3 separate regions of the Mus musculus genome follow, and regions 1 and 2 are each linked to region 3. Evidence: chromatin contacts called from public HiChIP or PLAC-seq and promoter capture Hi-C data. All regions are on one chromosome and are shown on one strand. Each heading gives the region's core, a stretch centred on a gene start, on an enhancer-like site or on the middle of the called end of the contact. The rest is flanking DNA. Distances are from core to core; before and after follow the strand shown. Region 1 has its middle 32 kb from the start of Tcf23. Region 2 has its middle 23 kb from the start of Slc5a6. Region 3 holds the start of Ost4 (oligosaccharyltransferase complex subunit 4 (non-catalytic)).

The links. Promoter capture Hi-C pulls out the DNA fragments that hold promoters and counts their contacts. HiChIP or PLAC-seq counts read pairs in DNA pulled down with a chosen protein or histone mark.
Region 1: a contact with region 3 is called in an HNF4G HiChIP or PLAC-seq map of pancreatic cancer cells. The contact joins the enhancer-like site here to the promoter of Ost4 in region 3. A contact is called at or near these places in 5 of 39 promoter capture datasets (cranial neural crest, embryonic stem cells, frontonasal cranial neural crest and 2 more), 2 of 15 datasets of contacts at CTCF or cohesin (CD8 T cells and the NIH/3T3 cell line), 2 of 484 Hi-C or Micro-C datasets (CD8 T cells and bone marrow-derived macrophages), 17 of 115 datasets of contacts at active chromatin or transcription factors (the 230-238 cell line, the HPC-7 cell line, the SCID.adh cell line and 10 more) and 3 of 9 other capture datasets (adipose tissue, liver and pancreatic islet).
Region 2: a contact with region 3 is called in a promoter capture Hi-C map of 3T3-L1-derived adipocytes, with 3 times the contacts expected there. The contact joins the enhancer-like site here to the promoter of Ost4 in region 3. A contact is called at or near these places in 2 of 39 promoter capture datasets (3T3-L1-derived adipocytes and cranial neural crest), 1 of 15 datasets of contacts at CTCF or cohesin (CD8 T cells), 4 of 115 datasets of contacts at active chromatin or transcription factors (the SCID.adh cell line, bone marrow-derived macrophages and embryonic stem cells) and 3 of 9 other capture datasets (adipose tissue, liver and pancreatic islet).

The regions. Positions count from the first base shown.
Region 1 is chr5:30,998,999-31,002,572 of GRCm38.p6, forward strand. No RefSeq gene overlaps it. Among named protein-coding and RNA genes, the nearest start is that of Tcf23, 32 kb to the left of the region's middle. Within about 2 kb of position 1,328, at least 59 of the 459 cell types and tissues checked have an H3K27ac peak or open chromatin away from gene starts, as enhancers often do. A contact at or near this core is called in the NIH/3T3 cell line and pancreatic cancer cells, where this site is marked.
Region 2 is chr5:31,023,032-31,026,651 of GRCm38.p6, forward strand. No RefSeq gene overlaps it. Among named protein-coding and RNA genes, the nearest start is that of Slc5a6, 23 kb to the right of the region's middle. Within about 2 kb of position 1,475, at least 16 of the 459 cell types and tissues checked have an H3K27ac peak or open chromatin away from gene starts, as enhancers often do. A contact at or near this core is called in 3T3-L1-derived adipocytes and adipose tissue, where this site is marked.
Region 3 is chr5:30,906,121-30,909,350 of GRCm38.p6, forward strand. It overlaps Ost4 (oligosaccharyltransferase complex subunit 4 (non-catalytic)), which reads right to left and starts at 1,668. Exons shown (of 3, transcript NM_024460.4): 1 at 1,545-1,668; 2 at 1,279-1,416; 3 at 396-646. The coding sequence starts at 1,415. The coding sequence ends at 1,302. It overlaps Agbl5 (ATP/GTP binding protein-like 5), which reads left to right. Exons shown (of 16, transcript NM_001374737.1): 16 at 1-544.

The DNA.
Region 1 (3,574 bases), core at 78-2,577, 93 kb after region 3:
AAATCACAGATTTCCACCTGTCTCTGCCTCTGAGCACTAGGATTAAAGGCATGTACCACCACCACATGGCTAAAAATATTTTGGGGAGGGGTAGAGAGATGGCTTAGCAGTGTGTCTGAAGACAGTGTATGTATGTTTGTATAAATAACATAATAAAATCTTTAAAAAATAGTTTTTTCAATAACAGTTCCTCAACCTTCACCAAATTTTTTTTTACCAAGTGTGGTAATGCATACATTCTCTGTTGTTTTAGTTTTTTTGAACCAGATCTCACTATGTAACCCTGGCTCGCCTTAAACTCTCAGAGATCTGCTTGCCTTGACTCCTGAGTCCTAGGATTAAATCCTCTTGCACCTCCGTCCCCCCATTGTGTTCAAGTGACACTTGGCTTTAATCTCATTTTTCATTCAATAGGCAGAGGCAGGCAGATCACTGTGGATTCAAGACCAGTCTGGCTGAAGTCGTGAGTTTCAGGTCAACCAGGGCTACATAGTGAGACTCTGTCTCAAAAAAAAAAAAAAAAAAAAAAAAAAAAAAAAAAAAAAGCTAGAGCTGGGCGTGGTGGCGCACGCCTTTAATCCCAGCACTTGGGAGGCAGAGGCAGGTGGATTTCTGAGTTCAAGGCCAGCCTGAGCTATATAGAGAAACTGTGTCTCAAACCACCTCCCCCCCAAAAAAAAAGCTAGAACAAAGAAAAATTCTGAAAATAAAAAAATTGAGAATTTTCCCTGAAGAAGCTATATGTGTTGGTACACACTTGCTACACAAAAAACATAACTCAAAAAATCTTAAATGAACACAACCGTGTATTCTGGAGCTATTTCGAGTGACCACAGTTCAGTAACACACATTTAGGTTACCACAAATTCTGTGTTCTGATGTGGAAACAGTTTCATAGTTTTACAGAATAAAGAAAGTCCCAAATCAAGGCAAGTTTAAAACACATTTGTGGGTACATCAGAGAGGCAGGCACAGAGAGATTGGGGAAGCTTTCTATAGCCCAAGATGCTATATGGTGAGATCTTAGCTTCTGGGTTGGTGGAAGCTGAGGGTCTCTGTAAGAATCAGGGTCACTTATGGTGGATAGGACAGCTTCCTGATCTTCCAGAGGACCTGGGCACCGTTTCCAGCCCCGACACCAGGTAGCTCACATCGACCTAGAATGCCAGTTCCAGGGAGCTCACTTAGGCACACACAGAACCGTGTAAGTAAAATTCCTTTTTGACCTAGATCGGTCAAAGAATGGCGAGCGGTGAGTAAGGGGTTTGCATGGGGCCATGGCAGGAATCTAGGAAAATGAGTTATTTGAGTCCTGGAATGTTGTTTACTGTGGTTGGGAGTGTGTCACTGTTCAGGAATTTTTAAGAGTAGAGTAGCTGTGACTGACTGCTACGTTAGAGGGCAGGCATTATTTTCCTAGGGGGTTCAGAGGTTCCATTAGGGCTAAGCACTCAACACTGGCTTTGAAAAGAAGCTCCTTGGGCCAAGGCTGAGAGCAGCTCTGTGCTGTGGGTGGAATGATATTTAGAAGGCTGTTTGGCTGCATCTCCATTTAACAAAACAACACGGGTAGCTTCCCTCTAGGGCCTGCGACCACCTGAGCTACAGGCTTTCTCTAGGTTTACAGAACCAACTGTGAATCTCTCCCATGAAGGAGGCCTCACTCCAAGCAGAAAGCAGTTGATGGCCACTGTAGCAGTCCTGTCACTGTCAGGGGCACAACCTGCCTGGGGAGTCAGGCTTTAGCACCCAGCACTCACCGTGTGGTAATATCAGTGACTTTTCTCCCTCCATAGCCTGCATGCACAGTGCCTTCTCACACTATGAAAGCCAGCCAGCAGGGAAGAAACTTTTAGATCATCGAGTTACAGCCTCAGCACTTTTACATTTTAATTCATACTTTTTGTTTGTTTGACTGTTGTTCTGGGGATTAAATTCATTGCAACCACTGTAGCATCTGAACTACACCCCCATCTCTGTTTTCATGTTTTGAGGCAGTCTGGCTGACCTGGTACCTACTATGTAGATCAGCCTGACCTCTAACTTTTAACAATCCTCCTGCCTCAGCTTCTGAAATACTGGGATTACAAATATGCTGTAGCCCAGGCTGGCCTTAACCTCCTTATGTAGCCAAGAGTGACCCTGACTTCTGTTCCTCTTGCCTCCACCACTGTGATGATAGACCTACAGACATGTGACACGTGACACGTGACACAGCTGTTTTTATTTTTGAGATACAGTCTAGTTCATTTGCCCAGGCTGGCACTGAACTCACTCTGAAGCCCAGACAGACTTTGAATTTGTTATCCTCCCAGCTCAGCCTTCCAACTAGATAGGATTACAAGTCTCAACATGCAGAGTCAGCTTTTTTTCTTTTTTCTTTTTTTTTTTTAAAGATTTTATTTATTATACATAAGTATACTGTAGCTGTCTTCAGATCTCACTATGGGTGGTTGTGAACCACCATGTGGTTGCTGGGATTTGAACTCAGGACCTCTGGAAGAGCAGTCAGTGCTCTTAACCGCTGAGCCATCTCACCAGCCCCGCCAGCTTTTTTTCTTAATAAAGTATTGAAATGAGATCTGTATGTGTATCATCATGTTGTTAGTAGATTCACAGTACTGTGTGGTGAAGTATGCCGAGGATGTATGAAGTGTACTTTAGCTGGGCCTGATGGAGAAGGCTGTAACCCAGCTATTCAAACAACTGAGCAAGGCTGGTGGCTCACAACTGACTATAATTACAACCCCAGGGAAACCATCGCCCTCTTCTGACCTCCACAGGTACTGCACACACAGTACACAGACATACGTGCGGGCAAAATACCCATATACATAAAAGACAAATAAAATTAAAACCTTTAAATTTTTCAAAAGAAAGAAATTGAGAGAGGAGACCAGCCTGGTAGAATTTTCAAGACCCTATCTCAATGTAAACAATGATTTAAAAGAACTTAGGATACACTTCAGTGGTAGAGCCCGTGCCTAGTATGTGAGTTCAATCCAATCCTTAGTACTACAAAGTGAAGAGCAACTGTAGTTGGCAATGTTTAGCCTCTAGAATGCCCTCACCTAGATAAGAACTGGAAGGTAATTTAAACCCCTTCCCTTTAAAACTCAACAGTTGCTCTCTCCAATGTAGATGTCATTATCTTTCTGACTTTGTGGTTCATTACTTCTTTGCTTTAAAAAAAATTAAAAAAGAATAGATTTTACAAACTTTGTACAGCATCGTAAATTCTAGACCTTAATTTTTTTAATTTTAATTTTTAGATAGTCTCACTTGTTAGTCCAACTCCCAGAGATCTCCCTGCCTCTGTCTCCCTAGTGTCTGAATTAAAGGGTGAGCCACCACCTGGCTTTTAATTACTTCATCAACAGAGCTAACTATCCTAACCTAAGACCAGTAGATGGTAACATTTTGGGGTGTGGGCTGGAGAGATGACCCAGTGGTTAAAAGCACTGACTCAGAGGTCCTGAGTTCAATTCCCAGCAACCACATGGTGGCTCACAACCATCTGTAATGGGATCTGATGCCCTCTTCTGGTGTGTCTGAAGTGTGCTCATATACATAA
Region 2 (3,620 bases), core at 225-2,724, 120 kb after region 3:
AAAAAGGATTTAGTGAGAACTGTTTAAAGCCCTTGCTCAAACAGTGTTGGACAGAGGGAAAATCCATTTCTTCCAGGCTGTATTGATTGTCTGGCAGTGATTCCCCTTGCCCTGCGGGGGGGGGGGGGGGGCTTTTTGTTGTTGTTGTTGGGTTTTTTTTTTTTTTTTTTTTGCTTAATTTTTTTTTTCAGAGAATGGTGGTTTTACAGATCATTGGTTAAAAAGGCAACATAAATTGTAAAAGAGGAAGGGTGGGACTTCTCTTTCCCTTCCCTCTTAGCCAAGGGGAATTTTCCCCTTCCCTGGGGCTACTTGGAGCAGGCGTGGAGTGGAGGAATGCTCGCCTAGGGGAGCAATCTCCCTCTCTCAGTGTTTTCTGCTTAGATGGCAGGGGGCCCTCATGAGAGGCCTTGCCCTCCCCACCTCCAGACCAACCCTGACTGTGAGCAGAGAGCAAGCACTCCCCTTCCCAGGGCGGGTGGGACAGGTGCAGGGGTATTGAGTTTCTCTGGGTGGCCTGGCAGAGACAAAAGAATTCTGGTTCCTAACAGGGCTAAGACGGGGGTGGGGGGGTGGGGGGGTGGGGGGGTGGGGGGGTGGGGGGGTTGTCTCACATCAGAGGAAGCCACTGGTCAATGCAGAGAAACAGAACTGACAGAAATAGAAAGACACACAGAGACACAAACACACAGAGAGACAATCACGAATGGCCACTACACATTCACACACCCGAACAGACAGAAGGATCCAGCGACTCTCACACGGATCCCAGACACTGGATCAGTAGCCTTATAAGGATCACTCCTATGTGCCAAACAGAAGACATCTTAACCAGACTTCCTCTGGAGTTGACAGACCGGGCGATTTAATATGTTTCTTTTGGGAGTGGAAGTGTCAGACCCCTCTGAAGTGTTAGGCAGGGAATGAGCAAAGGGAGCTCTGGGGACCTGGAACATCTGAGGTTACACACCCCTAGGAGTCGTCTGACCACCACACTCTTCCTCACTCCAAGGGGCTCTAAGACCTCCAGTGTCTCAAGGTCTGGTCTCTAGGATCTCCCCGGGACCTCCAGAACTATGGAGTTCTTACTCTCCAGAGAAGACTGCTCAGACATGGGTGTAAGCCAGCAATAAGAGTTATTAGCCAGCAAGCAGCTACACTGAGTGTTCAGGATCCCAGTGTAGCAATGAGCCTTTCTCAGGGGGAGCTTTTAAGCACAAAAAACCATGTTCTGAGTGACACACTTCAGTTAACAAGAACAGTTAGCCAGAAGCAGAACTACAGAAGCCTAAAAGCAAGGTTAGCACATATGAGATTTTCCCAACAATATAAGGACTTTGATAGATTAGGCCTTTTAGTTTTGGCTGGAGATGCTGTCCATGTGTTGAGTTTTACAGCCTGAATAGTACCTCTGTCATGGAGTCAGTTGTGCCTGGGAGTCTACTAAGGTCTGATGCCCTGTTACACACAAAGTGGGAGAAGATTTGGGGAGGAAGGTTGAAACACTGCCCCTCCTTTTTTTTTTCTTCTGAGATTGGCCTTTGCTAAGAGTAAATGAAGATAAGTTGTTAAGGCCTGGGAAACTGATGGCCTGTCTATCCAGTCATTTTGAAATATTATTAATACTACAAGGAAACTGTCTCCTATGCTTAACTCTTATTACTAGGAAACTTTCTCATACCTGAGTTGATTTCATATTCTGTTACATTCTGTGCTTTGGTATTCTTGGAAACCAATCACTGAAGAGGTCAGTTAGAACTGCTTTGTATAGTTAGCCACAGTAAGCTTGGATGGATCCCAACCAACTGCCTGGCAACATTTCCTGAATCTCTGGGTGAAAAGTTGCCCTAGGATGGACTCCAACATATGAGAGACACATGAACCAATATAAGAAGCCATTTGGAATAAGACTTCTGTTTTGAGTTGGTGAAATAGAAACTTCTAGTTTCTTTGAAAATTTAGTTATGTCAAATGATGTTTTGCTGGGGCACACAGGTGAAAGGATTTTTTGCTGCAGTAGACATGGGAAAGGGTGATTTGCTATAGCATACATGCAAAAGAACCCATGATAAAAAAGTAGAAGTATGACCCACAGAAAGCGGGATATGAGCACTGAGTATTAGTTTGTTTTCCTCCACCTACCTATTCTTTGATAACCACGCACATGTATTGGCTCACCTTACATGGCACTGTTGAGCCCAACTTGTGGTAATGCCCACATTAAGAGAAACTTGCACAAGAACCGCTCCTGAGCCAGGCGTGGTGACGCACGCCTTTAATCCCAGCACTCGGGAGGCAGAGGCAGGCGGATTTCTGAGTTCGAGGCCAGCCTGGTCTACAAAGTGAGTTCCAGGATAGCCAGAGCTATACAGAGAAACCCTGTCTCGAAAAAACAAAAAGAAAAAAGAAAAAAAAAAAAAAACGCTCCTGAGGTTTCTGCGGTTTCTTGCCACTTCTGGAGCCTCAGGCTAGTTGGTGAGCATTGTGGTTTCTTCAGGATTGAACTACGGCTGCTGGTTCGTGCCTGGTGTCTGCCTGCCAAGAAGCCTGGACTGAGACCCCCCTGTTTCTGTGGTTTCTGCCTGCCTAGAGAAAGGGTCTGCAGCTTCTGAGTCGTATTTGGTGTTTGCCATGGGACTGAACTGCTGAGAATGATCGAACTCACAGCCAAAAAACTATTGCTGAACATACCGCCCATAGCCTAATAAATATTCTCTTCCACTACCTATGCTGGGTGCTGGGCTAGAGGAGAGGTTGAACCCTTATTAAAAGTCGGTTGCAGCCAGGCAGTCAGTGGTGGCACATGCCTTTAATCCCAGCACGTGGGAGGCAGAGGCAGGTGGATTTCTGAGTTCGAGGCCAATCTGGTCTACAGAGTGAGTTTCAGGACAGCCAGGGCTATACAGAGAAACCCTGTCTCAAAAAAAACAAAACAACAACAACAACAACAAAAAAACCAACCAAACAACCAAACAAACAAACAAAAAGTAGGTTGTGGGCTGGCGAGATGGCTCAGTGGTTAAGAGCGCCGACTACTCTCCCGAAGGTCCCGAGTTCAAATCCCAGCAACCACATGGTGGCTCACAAACCATACGTAATGAAATCTGATGTCCTCTTCTGGAGTATCTGAGGACAGCTACAGTGTACTTACATATAATAAATAAATAAATCTGTAAAAGAAAAAAAAGTAGGTTGCAAAAAATTTATGCCTACAAGTAGGGGCCTAGTAAAGTTTAAGTTCCCAAGACCTACCTGGGAACTGACATCCTACTTGGCAGAAAGAGACAATATGACAATACATGCAGGTGACTGACATTCTGGTTGGCCAGTTAGGCAAGGCAAGTCCCCCTCCACACTTGAATATCCCAACTAATGGGAGCAGGATAAGTGTACAACAAAGACCTGCTCCTAAGGAAGTCCCCCATCCCTAAATCCTGATGGGTGGGATAACCAATAACTGGCACAGATGTTTTGTGGATTTCAGGCTTAAAAGCTCTATAGGATTCTAGCTGGGGTCAAAGTTCAGTTCTCCAGTCTGTGTCCCTGATAATCAGTCTCAAGTGAATTGTTTATTGGGAATTCAATAAACAAGTCCTGTTTGAGATCAGTGTCTTGGTGGT
Region 3 (3,230 bases), core at 418-2,917:
CTCAGGCCGGCCCCCCACGGCCTCGCTCTGCCCCCGCCTTTTCTCCTATTTCCTGTACTCTATCTGACTCCCCATCCCGGATTTGTTACAGCAGGGGGCTCTTGAACCAATGTGAGGTTTGTTTTGTCCCTAAATCACCACCACTCACTATTTCTCCCAGGGTCTGATAATGCCTTTACCTCCATGTCCAGGATGTAGCCCTAAGGTGAGGGAACACAGTGAAATGATACGTTAGTCCCGTCTTCCAGCTGCTGGTACCATGTGACAACCATAGCTCCTTGGAATGTCGGCCACACTGTCCAAGGCCTTGCAGAACATCACCTTAAGACAGAACAAAACAGGGACCTGCTCCCTCCCACTCCCCCACAGCACAAGATTTTGGGACCACAAAAAAATATATATCTATATATATATATCTATATTTTTGTATTGGGGGGAGGGAGTAGAAAAGAAAGCAGCCCCTATACTGGGCCCTATTCAGTGGCAGCTTCTTGCTCCATAGGGTTAAGGAAGACTTTGAGGAAATAAAAGTTGTTTGGAAAAATCCAGGTGTAGTTGCTTTGTATGCTGTGATGGGTAGGAGAGATGAAGTGAAGTGTGAAGGCCCTCACACCCTCCATCTTGCCTCAGACTATGTCCTGGAACCCTAGAAAAAAGGGGAAAGACCCGAAGTAAGGAAAATGCTGCAGCTTCCTTGCAGGGCTGGGGAGGTCCTTAAGGAGCCAGCCCCCATCTAACCCATTCCCTTTATATTATTTAAGCACACTTGGTTTCCAGACTATGCTCCCTCCCTTTTTTCTCCATGCTTTCTATTTGTAGTCAACCCATAAAACGTCTTTGGCTTCAGAACATGGAAATAAGTCTCCATCTTTCACTACCACGCCCCTCCCCCAAATTACTTAACGCCTCAGGTTCCGTGGGAAAGTGGGACTGTTAAGGGCTTGATCCCCCTATATTGGCAGTTACTGCCTTTATTTGTACTGGTCAGCGCCTCCGTGTAACCATACCCTATAACTTTGGCCTCTATCTCCTGGAAACCTCAAAATGGGGAATGAGGATGGCTCCGAAAACCCATCTTCATTCAAAGAGTAAGCCGTTTAGGGGGACTGAAGCAGAATACATCAAGGCACTGTACACAATGCGAACGAAGGAGCTCGGTTCTGGGCTATCAGGCTTGGCTCGACACTTTCTGACTTGAAGTTCCCTAAGAGTGTAGGCCCTGGATCGGCCTCACCACTCAGCTGTCCAGAGTCTGAGCGCTACTGCCCCGACCGTTACCTGGGGCGGAGAAAGCGCCACTTTCATTCCTGCTTCTTGGGGTTGTTTACTGCCACGTAGTGATAGAGGACCACAAGCAAGAAAAGCGACACGCCCAGCATGTTGGCGAAGATGGCGAGCTGCACGTCCGTGATCATCCTGTGGACAAGGGGAAGGACTGAGCCTCGATTCACGCACTCCTTGCTCTCTCACTAAGCCAGATCCTCGCCACCACGATCCAGCCTCCGCCGGGCTCGCCTATGAAACGGCGCCTGCGAGCCCCTCACCTGACCAGCTTCAGCCGACTCCGACACTACAGACGCACAAACTCGAGGTAGGCGACCTGAGCCGGAACTTCGTAGTGCTAGCTGGGGAACAACGCGGCACTTCCGGCTTCTCTACCCTGCCGTCTCGTCTGCTCCGGCGGCGCGCGCAAAAGAGCCGGTCTTAGGCGGAGCCTAGAATGGCCGTCCTGCGGCGAGGGCGGAACGGGGCGTGGTCCGCTCGGCAGGGGCGGGAATCCCGCCCGGGTCGCAGCTGGCTGCAGCTGGCGCGGCGGAATCCGCGGTTAGCTTCAGACGCTGTGGTGACAGCCTCCCTGGAGCCCAGGAGTGGGTTTAGGCGAGGGTGCAGCAGGCGGGAGGCTGGGCCTGACCTCTAGGCTCCGACCCACTTTCCTGCCCACCCTTCGCTTCCCTGCTCGACCCAGCCAGGTGCTTCCTTAGGGTCCTGCCCTCCCGGTCCCCTCCCAGGCTCGCTGGCGTGGGGATGGAATGGAAGGTGATGCAGAATAGGGACAGGATTGAGGAGGCTAGTGCCCTCACGGGTGGTAGTCTTTCTGAAACCACAATCCTACCAAAGAGGCGGACCATGACAACTTATTTGATCAGTGCCAGTTTCAGGCCAGTGTGGGGTGGGCGTCAGAATTAGGGTGGACTCTCTGATAATCAAAAACCAAACGTGGGGCCTCGGCCAAGTGGGAAATCACCCCACGGGTGTGAATGAGGGGGTAGGAAAGGAAGGGCTGGGACAAGCCAAGAGGGGTCGTAGGTTTGTGGTGAGGAAGAGAGTTGGCTGCAATAGACATTCAGACATCCGAGGGTCATTGGTGAGGGGAGCAGCACCCTGAATCTCTTCAGCCCTCTATCCAGCGAGAAGTAGGTTTCCCCCTTTTTGCTTTCTCCTTAGCTTCGCCATAAAAGGGAACGATGTAGAGCCAGACAGGGCCAGGGGCTGGACTGTTGCTCTGGAGCTGTCAGGGGTAATGGAAGCCAGTTGCCCTGCGGTAAAGGGGGGGCCTGGGCTCAGGGGAGGCCTCTGCTTCTCTGAGCCAAAGAAAACTCTACAGGAGCTGCTATAGGGCTGGAGCAGCTGGGACAGGGGACCAGATTGCCTCCTGTGTGCACAGTGAGCTGGCTTGCACTATTCCAATGTTGGTTTCTCTGGTCTCAGACTATCAGTGGTTTGTGTCCAGTTTGCTCATAAGCTCAATACTTGCCTTCAGTAGTTAGTTTACAGCTGCCTACCTCCTCCCACCATGTCCAGCCACCACCTACTGTTTCCCAGAAGTTTCATATTTAGAAATCCCGGGCCTACGTGCCCTCCACACAACATGGTTAAAGCCTCAGACGTGCTCTCCCCAGGCATTCCTCTATGAGTTTGTGTGTCCTCAGCTCTGTCCTGAGAGAGTGATGTCTAGATTTTAGGATTACACATTATTATGCTTCGTGTCTCCTGGAAAATTGGAGCAGATCCAAGTCCAACCACTTAGGTATGCAATTGAATCAGAATTAGTCTATGGTTTTAAAAGAAGCAGTACCTCTAGGCTGCCCGTGGCCCGAGAAGCCAGCTTCAGCCTTCAAAGAGCCAGAGCAGGGTGCATAGCATCCTAGACAGCACAACTGAGAGGCGCTTCCACGACTTGTTACTGTTATTTTATTTCCTTATTGGTAAAGAAGGAAATAGGTCCAGAA